Linked DNA regions of Sus scrofa: region 2 is linked to region 1. Evidence: chromatin contacts called from public Hi-C data. All regions are on one chromosome and are shown on one strand. Each heading gives the region's core, a stretch centred on a gene start, on an enhancer-like site or on the middle of the called end of the contact. The rest is flanking DNA. Distances are from core to core; before and after follow the strand shown. Region 1 holds the start of ATP5O (ATP synthase, H+ transporting, mitochondrial F1 complex, O subunit). Region 2 holds the start of KCNE1 (potassium voltage-gated channel subfamily E member 1).

Evidence for each region. A called contact is a pair of places that touch in the nucleus more often than the background predicts.
Region 2: a contact with region 1 is called in a Hi-C map of subcutaneous adipose tissue, with 3 times the contacts expected there. The contact joins the promoter of KCNE1 here to the promoter of ATP5O in region 1. A contact is called at or near these places in 1 of 5 promoter capture datasets (fetal skeletal muscle), 2 of 47 Hi-C or Micro-C datasets (heart right ventricle and subcutaneous adipose tissue) and 1 of 2 datasets of contacts at active chromatin or transcription factors (skeletal muscle).

The regions. Positions count from the first base shown.
Region 1 is chr13:197,516,043-197,522,151 of Sscrofa11.1, reverse strand. ATP5O (ATP synthase, H+ transporting, mitochondrial F1 complex, O subunit) reads left to right here and starts at 2,622. Exons shown (of 7, transcript NM_001044606.2): 1 at 2,622-2,673; 2 at 4,091-4,141; 3 at 5,434-5,544. The coding sequence starts at 2,638.
Region 2 is chr13:198,055,539-198,061,647 of Sscrofa11.1, reverse strand. It overlaps KCNE1 (potassium voltage-gated channel subfamily E member 1), which reads left to right and starts at 2,204. Exons shown (of 3, transcript XM_005657155.3): 1 at 2,204-2,425; 2 at 3,333-3,413.

The DNA.
Region 1 (6,109 bases), core at 1,373-3,872:
ATGTGTTGCCTAATGAATATACTTTCCATTTAGACTTACTTAAAACGGTCTCTGAAAAGAGTTTGGAGAGGGAAGTAAAACAAAGGTTTTATGTGCTGCTAGTGAAAGTGTAAATTGGTTAAAAGTTTTGAAAAGAGCACGGCCTCTAAAAAGGAACAAAATAATGCCATTGGCAGAGTTCCCCTTGTGGCGCAGCAGAAATGAATCTGACTAGTAACCACGGTGTTGCAGGTTCCATCCCTGGCCTCGCTCAGAGAGTTAAGGATCCAGCGTTGCCCTGAGCTGTGGTGTAGGTCAGAGACACGGCTTGGATCCTGCATTGCTGTGGCTCTGGCATAGGCCAGCAGCTGTAGCTCTGGTTCAACCTCTAGCCTGGGAACTTCCATATGCCAGGGGTACAGCCCTAAAAAAGCAAAAAAAAAAAAAAGAAAAGGAAAAGAGCATGAGCTTATTTATCAAAGACTTTTAAAGTGTTCATACCTTCTCACCAAGTTCTGCCAGCCCTGGAAATCTATTTGGAAGTTATCCTAGGTGGGAAGAAAAAAGTTTGTGTCTAAAGATGCTCTGGAAATGCAGCATTGTTTTAAACGGGGAAAAAAGCAACCGTTTATTGTTCAAAAATCATTGAATGATCAAGTTATAGAATATCTACTTGATGGGTTATTCTGCAACATTAAAATTATGTTTATGATCATTTTCTCACTTGGAAACATGCTTATATTATATTGTAAGCATATATTTACAATCCACATATAATTTAGTATCTTTTTTCTTGTATTAAGGAAAAAGGCAAGACACTAAATTATGTAGATTGCGAATCTGTCTATGTAATAAAAACAAACACAAAATAAAGAATATTAGTGACTACCAGTCTGTCAGACAATTGCTCTGAATGCTAAATACATATGTGTGTATGTACATTCGTATGTATAGTTTATTTTTCCTAACACCCTGTAAGGTAGGTGCTATTATAATAACCACTTTACAGATAAGAAAACTGAAGCGCAGAGAAGTTATATAGTTGTGTCAAGGTCAATGAAAGGACTGGGATTCAAGACTGGGTAGACCAGGCCACTATCTGAAAAAGTAATGGGAGATAACGTACCAAATATTGACAACAGCTGCTTATGGGTGGTAGAAAAGAGGGCAATAACATTCCAGAAAAATAGATTCTGCCTTCTAACAAGTTTTTTGTAAGGATGAGAAAACTGCACTCAAATGTTCCCGTTGTGGCTCAGCGGTAACAAACCCCACTAGTATCCATGAGGACTCAGTTGGATTCCTGGCCCTGCACAGTGCGTCAGGATCCACCACTACCGTGGGCTGTGCTGTAGGTCGCAGACTCGGCTTTGCTGTGGCTGCGGTGTAGGCCAGCAGCTACAGCTCCCATTCAACCCCTAGCCTGGGAACTTCTATATGCTGCAGGTGAGCATTAAAAAAAGGCAAGAAAAAAGAAAACTGCAGTCAAAAAGTAAATTAATGACTTCATCTGTTTTCCTGTAGAAAAGAATAGATCTGAGTAGAAAAACACTTTTTAATTGACTATAGAACTCCATTACTGCAACTAGGGAATTCCAACCCTATAGAAGAGAAAATTAGAGTAAGTTCTGTTTAGGGGGAAATGGGGTGTAAAGAGGTTGTTTTTATAAATGCAGAGAGGAGTCGCCCCCCCCCGCCCCCGCCCCCGCCCCCTGTGGCTCAGGGGAAACCAATCTGACTAATATTCATGAAGATGCAGGTTTGATGCCTGGCTTCGCTCAGTGAGTTAAGAATCCAGCGTTGCCCTAAACTGTGGCGTAGATTGTGGACGCTGCTGAGATCTGACAGATATGGCGTGGCTGTGGCTAGACCAGCGGCTACAGCTCCCATCAGACCCCTAGCCTGGGAACCTCCATAACCTCCAATATGCAGGGGGTGCGGCCCTAAAAATACCAAAAAGTAATAATAATAATATAAATGCAGAGAAACTAACCAGAGCTAGTTTGGGGTTCTCAGTTTCAATGTCACACTTGCTCAAACCCCAGTTCTATTTTTAGGTCTGATTCTCAGATAATCACTCTGCTCTACCAGAAGGAAGTATTTAAACAGCAGACCCTCACATGCCTGCACAAACCAAGAGGTCAATGCTGTACTCAAGTGAGATGGGGCGAAGGTGGGACAGAGGTACTGGTCACAAAATGTCCCCTGCTAGAGCTATAAGGCCCGGGTTTGCGGGGTGGGGGTGGGGGTATACACAGTGCGCGGATCTACGCTCGATATACCCTTTGGGTAAGAAAGGTAAACACGCTAATGATGCTAGCGACGAAGGTGACATGGAATAAATGTCACCGTACTTATCCCAATGGAAATTTAAAACTAGTGGCAATACATCCATCCTACAGTAAAGGCCAGTTAGTAACGTATACACTTCATTTCCAGGGGCTGACCCAAACCACTAGCCCACCCCCAGCCCTGTAGGTTCCGCCCTGACCACCCGCTCCTAAGGACTACAGCTCCCAGCCTGAGGAAGATTCCTGCGCATGAGATTTGACGACCTAGGCCTACATTTCCCAGCAGCCGAGCGACTACGCTGACGCACGCATGCGCTCTCGTTCTCTCTCGCCAAGTAGGGTTTGACCTACAGCCTCCCAGGAGAAGATGGCCTCCCAAGCAGTGTCCGGGCTTTCCCGGCAGGTGAGAGAGAATGGCGGTGTTGAAAGCCAGCGGAAGGAACCCTCCTGGGGTGACCCATACCAGGCCTCTAAGCGCTACGGTTTGAGGCCACAGTTGGGGGAGCGTGGCTGCCGTTCAAGGTCGTGGGGCCAGGAGAGCGGGGGCGAGAGCAGGCAGCCGGACGGCCCGGCTTCCCCCCGGGATGCGCGCAGGGCGGTGGGCGCGGGGCTGCGCATGTCTGCATTTGGTGTCCTCAGAGCACACCCCTAGAAAGTAGCTGCTTTGAGGGGCACAGGAGAAGGGGGCTCCATCTTTGTCGTAGAGGTCACCAGTAATGCTAAGGAATATTTGTGAAACACATTCCACCTTTTTATAAAGAAAATGAGACCGAAAGGTTTAAATGACTCGTCCTTGGCTGCTGAGCGAATAAGGGGTAGAGCTGAGATTCGAACCCACAGAAGATAGAGTTTGAAAGAAAATTCGTGCTCTTCATACTGCATGATTCCTTACGTATAGCTTCCGTAAGGTTTCCTAAGTGTTACGGTCTGTTAATCCTCACAACCTTTCGAGTACATTCCAGAGCCGGGATTACTTGAAGGTGACCTGTGCCCTTGCAGGTGCTTTTTAAATTACGAATTCCAACTCTTGATAGACAAGGTGATACTGTCTCAACAATCTCAAGGTAGTATCTGCAAGATACTGGGATCTGTTCTCACAACAGACTGCTGGGTAACCCAAAGAATTCATCTTTATTTTCAGATAGCAGTTCGAGTCTAAGAAGGTACATCTCTTGCAAATCATTCCTGGAATCCTCCCACTTTTTATTAAAACCACGCCCAAGGGTAGTAATATAAATGCCAAAAGTCGCATTAAATTTTTTGGAACAGCGTGTTTCATTAAATTTGGTTTCTTCTCTCTGATACTGGTGTGCTAGCCTCAGCCTGTTTTAGTAAACTAGGAAGTGAGTGGGCCTGCAGTTTCCCAAGCTGCTGGGATGATTCTCAGTGGGGAAATTTACTCCTAGGCAAAAAAGAACAGCCCACCCTCGTGTAATCTGTGATGATACAAAGAAACACAAGAAACGAATCATTTAGGAGTTGCCGTTGTGGTGCAGCAGAAGCGAATCTGGCTAGTATCCATGAGGATGCAGGCTGCATCCCTGGCCTCACTCAGTGGGTCGGGGATCTGACGTTGCCGTGAGCTGTGGTGTAGATGGCAGACCCAGCTCAGATCTGGTGTTGCTGTGGCTGTGGTGTAGGCCAGCAGCTATAGCTCCAGTTTGACCCCTAGCCTGGGAACTTCCATATGCTGCAGGTGCAGCCCTAAAAAGAAAGAAACGAATCATTTAAATGTCATACTTACTGTTTTTTACTTTGGTTTAAGTGCAAAAATCCTTGAAGTAATCTCATTTGATCTCCTTTCTCTTTTCGTTGCTAAGGTGCGATGCTTCAGTACATCTGTGGTCAGGCCATTTGCCAAGCTTGTGAGGGTATGTCACCTTATTTTGTGATTATAAAGCAGATGAATGTGTGTGAGTCAGACACCAATACACGTAGGGCATGGATTCTGTATCATTCCGACTTGAACCTTTCTGCATGATTTGCGGTTCCCAAAACATGATGTGTTAGGGAACAAAACACATGTGTTGTGGTTCCCAAAACATGAGGGGCTAGGGAACAATGTAATGTTGAAGGCCTACTGTGCGACAGGCCCACACATAACTTTTAATTATGGGAATTTCTTAAAACCCCATAACAGTGGTGGGAAGTAGCTAGTTTTCCCATCTTTGCCAAAGAAGAAACAGCGTTTGGGAAGACTTTCCCAAAGTTATTCAGCTTAGTCTTAGAGCTGGACCGAAACGAAATCTCTCTCAGAGCCTAAGCTTTTCCACTATAATCGTACTACAGTACCACTCAGCATATGTAGTCATACTTGATGGTAGTGTGGTTTTAAATTCAGGAGTTTCCTGTTGGGGCGCAGCAGAAACGAATTTGACTAGTATCCATGAGGATGCGGGTGTGATCCCTGGCCTCACTCAGTGGGTCGGGGATCCAGTGTTGCTGTGAGCGATGGTGTAGGTCACAGATGTGACTTGGATCCCACGTTGCTTGACTGTGGCATAGGCCAGCAGCTATAGCTCCAATTTGACCCCTAGCGTGGAACCACTATATGCTGTGAGTGCAGCCTAAAAAACCAAAAATACAAAAAATAAAAAGCCTACAATTCACTGTAAAAATTAATTTTAGCATTAGGCACAGAGTAAATTGCTCTTGGGCTCCATTAAACTGAACCTGGATGGGGAAGCTCAGTGAGGGAATTGATAGTCTTGCTAGGAAATGTATAAAGGTGTGCTTGCATGTTTCATAAACACCGTTTTCCTAGTTCTCACGTATTCAGAACTGCCTTTTATCAGTGTTTAAAACCTCCCCAAATTGGAACTGAATCATTATTGCGTTCCAAGGAATTCTAAGCTCATCTCAAAATTAATGTAATGAAATTATAGGTAGAGTGGGAAGGGCCTTGACATGCCATGTTTCCTAAGCCCTGGTTTTAAGATGAGGATTTGGAAGCTCACAGATTGAGTAGCCCAGCCAAAAAACATCCCTGATTTGTTTGAGAATTGTCATGCAAGGTACCTCTTTGATGACATATTTAAACTGTTTTGTGGTATAAAAGTGTATTTTTAAATTGTAAGTATTTCATTCTGCTATCGACAGTATAATATAGTCTTAACTGATTTTTCTTTTCTTTTCCTCCCCCACTCCACCCTGTTTTGTAAAGCCACCTGTTCAGATATACGGTATCGAAGGTCGCTATGCCACTGCTCTTTATTCTGCTGCATCTAAACAGAATAAACTGGAACAAGTGGAAAAAGAATTGTTGAGAGTAGCAGTAAGTAGCTTTCCTGTTCCTCACTTATTAAGTTCTCATTGTCTATTTTTTCCTTAGATATTTGACTCTGTATCCCTAATGAGGTGTGTTCTAAGAGAGAAAGAGTTGCAAACAAAGAAAAAAACTTACTTTCGGCAATCATGTTGATAGTACTGGATACTGTTGCTTTGAACCTATTGTATAATAGATACAGACAAATACATATAAGGATGTTAATGTTAGGAACCACGATTTCGAGCTAAGAGAAGAAATAGAAATAGAAAATCCAAATTTAAGATGGATTGCCATTTCAAAAGAGAATTGAAAAGTCACCCTGAAAAACTATGCTCGTATTCCAGGTATTTCCAAAGTAGTCTAGAGGGTATCACGATATTGTTTTACTGGGAATTTATTTTCCTTATGAAGCTTTTACCTCCGTTTCATGTGTTACTTTGTTCCCAAACTGCGAGGGGAGAAGGAGCGATGTGTTGGCAGCAAAACTGGTCCAGGTGCATGAGCTTCACGATGACTAGAGAGAATCTACAGAGAACGGCTGTGAGGTACAGGGGAAATGAAGAGAGGAGCA
Region 2 (6,109 bases), core at 955-3,454, 540 kb before region 1:
TTTCTGAAAACACTTCCAAACCCACAGTCTGCACAGTAACTGGGTGACAACTGGGCAGGCATGGCTCCACCTCTGATGGGAAGTCAGTGGTCTCTGCAGCCGATCTGGGGCGCTCCATCCATGTCCGATTACCTGGCCCATGGCTTATTACTAAAAAGGTGGCATGTAAACTCGATGGGGCAAACATTTTTGCTTCAATGATCCATTTTTTCCCTTCCTGGTGGAGTCCTTTGCGGAAAGGTGAGCAAAAAGATAATGCATACAGGGAGTTCTCATCGTGGCTCAGCAGGTTAAGAACCCAACTACTATCCATGAGGACACAGGTTCGATCCCCAGCCTCTCTCAGTGGGTTAAGGATCTGGCATTGGTGCAAGCAAGCGGTGGCATAGGTCAGATATTCGGCTTGGATCTGGCGTTGCTGTGGCTGTGGTGTAAGCCAGTGGCAGCCGCAGCTCTCTGATTCGATCCCCAGCCTGGGCACTTCCATATGCCACAGGTGCAGTTTAAAAAGAAAAAAAAGATACTGCATACATATGCATGACCTTACATAATCCAGGAAACTTTCAGATAAGTTGTATTTTTTTTCTAAATATTAAAGAATATAGTGGTTGCAAAAAAAAAAAAAAAAGGAAAAGAAAACATAGAATGGTGTAAATAAGAAAATAAATCCCACTTAAGCCCATCACCAGCAGACAGTGTTAACATCGTGATGTGTTTTCTTACAGTCTTGTGAAATAATGCATAGCATCCTGGGTGCACAATTTATTTAGCGCTTTGCATTTTCCCTTAACATTATAATGCAGGGATCCCCCATGTTGATACCATCTATTTATAAACATTATCTTACTGATGGCATAAAAATATTCCAGTATGTAGAATAATCTTCTTCATACTTAACATAACGAAACTACTTTTCTATTTTGAGACGTTTAGAGTTTAGTTATTGTAAGTAAATCTACAAAGAGCATTTCTTTCTTTCTTTTTCTTATTATGGCTGCACCACCTGCGGCATATGGACGTTTCCAGGCTAGGAGTCCAATCGGAGCTTCAGCCAGGCTACACCACAGCCACCGCAAAGCTGGATCTGAGCCAGATCTGCGACCTACACGGTAGCTCACGGCCATACAGGATCCTTAACCCACTGTGAGGCCAGGGATCAAACCCGCAGCCTCATGGATACTCGTTGGCTTCGTTACTGCTGAGCCACAATGGGAACTCCACAAAGAGAATGTGTATGCCTAAAGCTTTCCTACAGTTCCCATCCCCTCTGCAGAATAGATTTCACATAGAACAAGGACATATCAGGACAAAATCATAGACATTTTAGGACTTTAAAAAGTGGTTGTGTGGATTTAGACTAGCCCGGGGGTGCAGGGAACTGACAACTCTGCCTGTGCCAGCTGCACTGCATCTTAAATGCCACACTCGGTGGACCGCGTCCCAGAGCCTTCAGTGTCCTCCTCCCCAAGGGACCCAACCCCCAGGCTGAGGCCCAAGAGGGGTGACTGGCAGAGAAAGCCTATGGGAGCCCAAGAAAATGTCTTGTATCTCTCCGTCAGGAATCCAGTTTCTCTCCTCCCTCCCTGCAGACCTTGTTCTGCAGGACCGTGTTCCCCCCGCGCTTTTACAGGACTCTAGGAATTGCTCATCCCCAGCTCCCTGTCCCAAGCTGGTGAGCAGCTGCTGTGAAATTTGCCTGGAGATCCCTGGGGCCAATGCTTCGTTTGCCCCTGGCAGCCTGAAAGGCTGCTCCCTCTGCCTCAAAGACTTGGAGCTGGGGTGTCAAGGCGCGAGTGGCTTCAGCCACTGATACGTGTCCTGCCGGATCCTCTTCTGTCTGGTCTACAGCTGCACCGCCAGCTCAGGGCCGGCGACCCGGGGTCGTAGGCGTTCAAAAATTGCTTGCCAAATAGATGCATGGCCACTGCTAGGATTCCGGGTGCCGCTAACAGGAGTCTGCTGAGGTTTTGAGCATTTTTGAAGTTACTGTTTGGAGCTGTTTGAAGGGGTGTTTGGCAAGTGCTTGGCTGAGAGTGGAGGGCTTTGGGAAGGACTTCTCTTGGCCACTGGGGCTTCTTGCCTGCCACCTCCAAACCCCTCAGGAAGGTACATACGTCTGGCTGGCTGCCAGTTCTCATACGGACGTTCTGCGGGCTCTGCACCTACCCCGCGTGCCAAAGCGCTTGCAGGAGACGCAGCGTGGGAAGGATCGGGGTAGCTCGGGGCTAGCCTGGTGTGGTCCGGGGTCCTTGGGCTCCGCGGGACGCTCGGGACGGGGCGGGGCGCCCTCTGGCTCCCGAGGCTCCGCCCGCCCCGCCGCTCCCTTGCCCCCGGAGCGCGCCGCCTGGGGCGCGACTGTCGGTGCCCTGCGCTCTGCCTGCGCGGACCCAGCTGCGCTCCCGGCTGTCTCGGCGCCCCGGACCCGGTAAGTCGAGGACTCCTGCCTCCCGGCTCCTCACACCGAGCGCGATGCCCTAGTCGGGCGACCCCGAGGGGGTTCCAGCGACCCGATCTCAGCCCCTGGGCCGCAGCGGGCAGCCCCAGGCAGGAGGCACCGCGACCCCCTTAGTGGGAGGGAGAATAGAGGCTCGGCCTCACGCCGCCTCCTTTCCCTCTGCCCTCTTCACTTCTAGAACGTCATCCCGCCACCAAATAATCACAGCATTTCCCCATTATTACTAAAGTACAGTCGTTCTTGCAGAAAATTGGGAAAATACCTAAAAGCATCCAAAGAAAACTAAAGCCGTCCACGGTCCCAGTCCCTGCTTGTTTTCAAAGACCTCCAGCTCAGGCAATGCTTGCATACATACCCGGCCTCAGTTTCTTGAGTGCTGGCATCTCCCTGGGAAAAAGGCATGGGGCAGGGAGAACATTCCTGGTATCTGATCTTGATTGTAGTAACGGGAAAGGGTGGCACTTGTAGAAGAAAGTTGACCCAAGAGCAGTCGTGTATGTGGGAGTCTATACAAGTGACAGCCACCTTCCCTCCCCAACCCCCAAGCACCCCTACGCTGATTTTTCAAACTGTTGTATGTGAACTGACTGTTTTGAGTCCACTTTTAAGTTAAGATGGAGCTTCCAGCCCCATTAAGGAAGAGCCTTGTCAACAACCACAGCTGTCACTTATGGTCCTGATGGTGGGGGACTTTGTTGTGATCACACCTTTGTTTTCATTCATGTGATGACTGGGACCCATGGGTTTCTATCCAGGGGGGCAGAACCCCTCTGTTGGCCCTGCTCTGCACCCTGCTGCCTATGAGAGTGAGCTGAGGGGAGTGTGAGGAAAGCATTCTCAGTTTCCAGAATACTCACGTGTGTCTTGTTTTTGATAGGTCATTAACAAGTAGGTTGTTCTGAAAATAAAGACCTCAGAGGGACGCGCTCCGGTGGTGTCAAGTCTGAAGGCAGAGCTGGTGAGTCAGTTTCTGACTGGTCTCGGCTTTCCTGGACCTGAGTGGGACATTCGCTCACTCACCTGTTCCTGTAGGCATGGCTGTGTCCTGGGAATATTTACTGTGCAGCTGCCCTCTGCCAGACCCTGTTCTTGTCTTTGGGCTACATGGGAACAATACAGGCAAAGATCCCTGCCTTTAAAGGGAAGACAAACAATAGACAATGAATATAATAAATAAGAAAACTCTACGAGGTGTAGGTGATAAGTACTTTGGAAAAAGGGAGAGCAAGATAAGTTTTATGGGGAGCAGGGAGGGGGGATGAAAATTATGCTGTATTATTGACAATTACTGGTGGCCTTAAACCTTTTAAGAAATAGGGTGGGTTGCAGATATACATATATATAAATATAAGTACTATAAAATTATATGTCTCATAAATAAGGTGGGTTGCAGATATACATATATATAAATATAAATACTATAAAATTATGTCTCATAAATAATATATGATTTAAATTATAATAATATAAATTATTATAATTATAATTACAATATAACATATTACAATATAGTCTAAATATCTAATAAAATCTATATAATGTAAATTATATATAATATAAATAATAAATAAAATTATATAATATAAAAAGATATGATATAAATATATAATCTACATAATATAATATAAACATATAATACTATAATATATTATGGAATAATATGAAATTTAATATACAAAATAAATAATGCTAATTAAATAAATATACATAAAAATGGTTTAAAAGTTATGTAAAAACAGACTCCATTGAAAGAGGTTTTCAATGGGTTACCCGCCAAGGTCTTTCCAGAGATCATTTTACTTTACTGATTATTTGCTCTCACATGGTAGTTATATTGAATTCAATACTTTGCATTCCTGTTTAATTCAGCAAATCCTTATGAATCACTCTGGGGTGCTGGGGTGGGGGCAAGGTGAGCAAAACAATCTCTGACCATCCTGAGCTCCTGGAATGAAATCACAGACAAGTCTACAAATGACTACAACACAACTTAGAATATGAGCGGTACAGACAGGCCACTGTGAGGGCTCAAAAGAGGGAAGGGATCATCTGGATGGGGCTTCACACACAAGTTAGCATAGGAGTGCGCTGTTGGCGGGCCAGTCGAAATTTGACAAGCAAACATGGTGGTCCCGCCTCTCTTGCAGACAGAGCAACAGCAAAAAGCAAGAGATAGGGAAGGTGAGGGCCTGTTCCATGCCTCCCCAAACCATATGGTATCGTCAAGGGGGATTTCATTATTCCCAATTTTCGGATAAGGAAACTGGGGCTCCCCACATTCATTTAATGTGCTAAAAGTGAGATTTCTCCTTCTATGTGACTTAGCTGCCCTCCCAGAGCCTGGGAATCCTGCTGTCACCCATTCTCTATGCCAAAATGCTCATCCTTCTTCCCATATTGAGCTTGCCTGGGTCCCTCTCATCAGCTCCCTGGTTCACATTTCCATCTTCTTACCCCAAAGCCCCTCTCTGTCACCCACAGAGAGATCTGGAAAGCTCTTGGTCCTGTGACCAGACTCAAGAGCTACACCCCACATCCAGCAGGGAAGTGTTGGAAAGCCCCTTTCTGATCTTCAAGGACAGTTAGATGTGGTTTCATTCTGATTTTTTGAGACCCTGGCTATCTTAGTGACTCTCCTCCTGCTCCTGGGAAAGAAGGTAAAAAGCCCAAGACAAAGACTTTCTGGAAGGGTCTGGGTCCCTGTTGGCTTCTTTGCTGCTAGAAGGAAAATGTATCTCCAAAATCTGGACATCACGTTGCAATAAAAATGAAAATAGGAGTTCCCGTTGTGGCACAGTGGAAACGAATCCAACTAGGAACCGTGGGGTTGTGGGTTTGATCCCTGGCCTCGCTCAATGGGTTAAGGATCCAGTGTTGCCGTGAGCTGTGGTGTAGGTCGAAGACGTGAAGACGCAGCTCGGATCCAGCGTTGCTGTGGCTCTGGCGTAGGCCGGCGGCTGCAGCTCTGATTAGACCCCTAACCTGGGAACCTCCATATGCTGTTAGTGCAGCCCTAAAAGGACAAAGGACAAAGGACACACACACAAAAAATGAAAACAGTTGACAATTATTTCCAAGGAAAATTGGCTCATAGAATCCTTGACTCAGTAAAAGCATATTCACCCAAATTAAGCTTAATTATTTCTACCCTTATTCTGCTTCCTGGAACAAAGAATGATGATTGCAAGACTGGATGTTCTTTCTAGGAAATGCTTAAGGAATGTTTAAAGAATGACAGGAATGTCACCCCCATCCCACCTAGATAAGTAAGCTAGGGTCCCCACCCCACCCCCCGCCCAGGGAGCTGCATGGTTTAGGGGAGACTGAGCCAAGGCTGGAACCCAGATCCTGACATTCCTCCTTTTCTAACTTGCCACCAGAATCTCTCCCTCTTGAAAGTGAGCCTGGAGTCAGCCACAGAAGCCTTGCCCTTTCAGCAAATGTTTCAGAATGATTGGTGCAGCACTAGGAAATCTGTTCCAGAAGCCTGCAGGGGTTATCAGTGCTGATACAGGAGAAATGCAGGAGGGTGGTGCTTGCTGGGAACAGCATGATGTCACCCGCTGCCCCCTCCCCTCCCCTCTGGGTTCAGTGGGCGTGCTTACAGAATGCCGGGGTGCTGGAGGCCCTTTGGTCTCCATTTGCAGCTGTTCA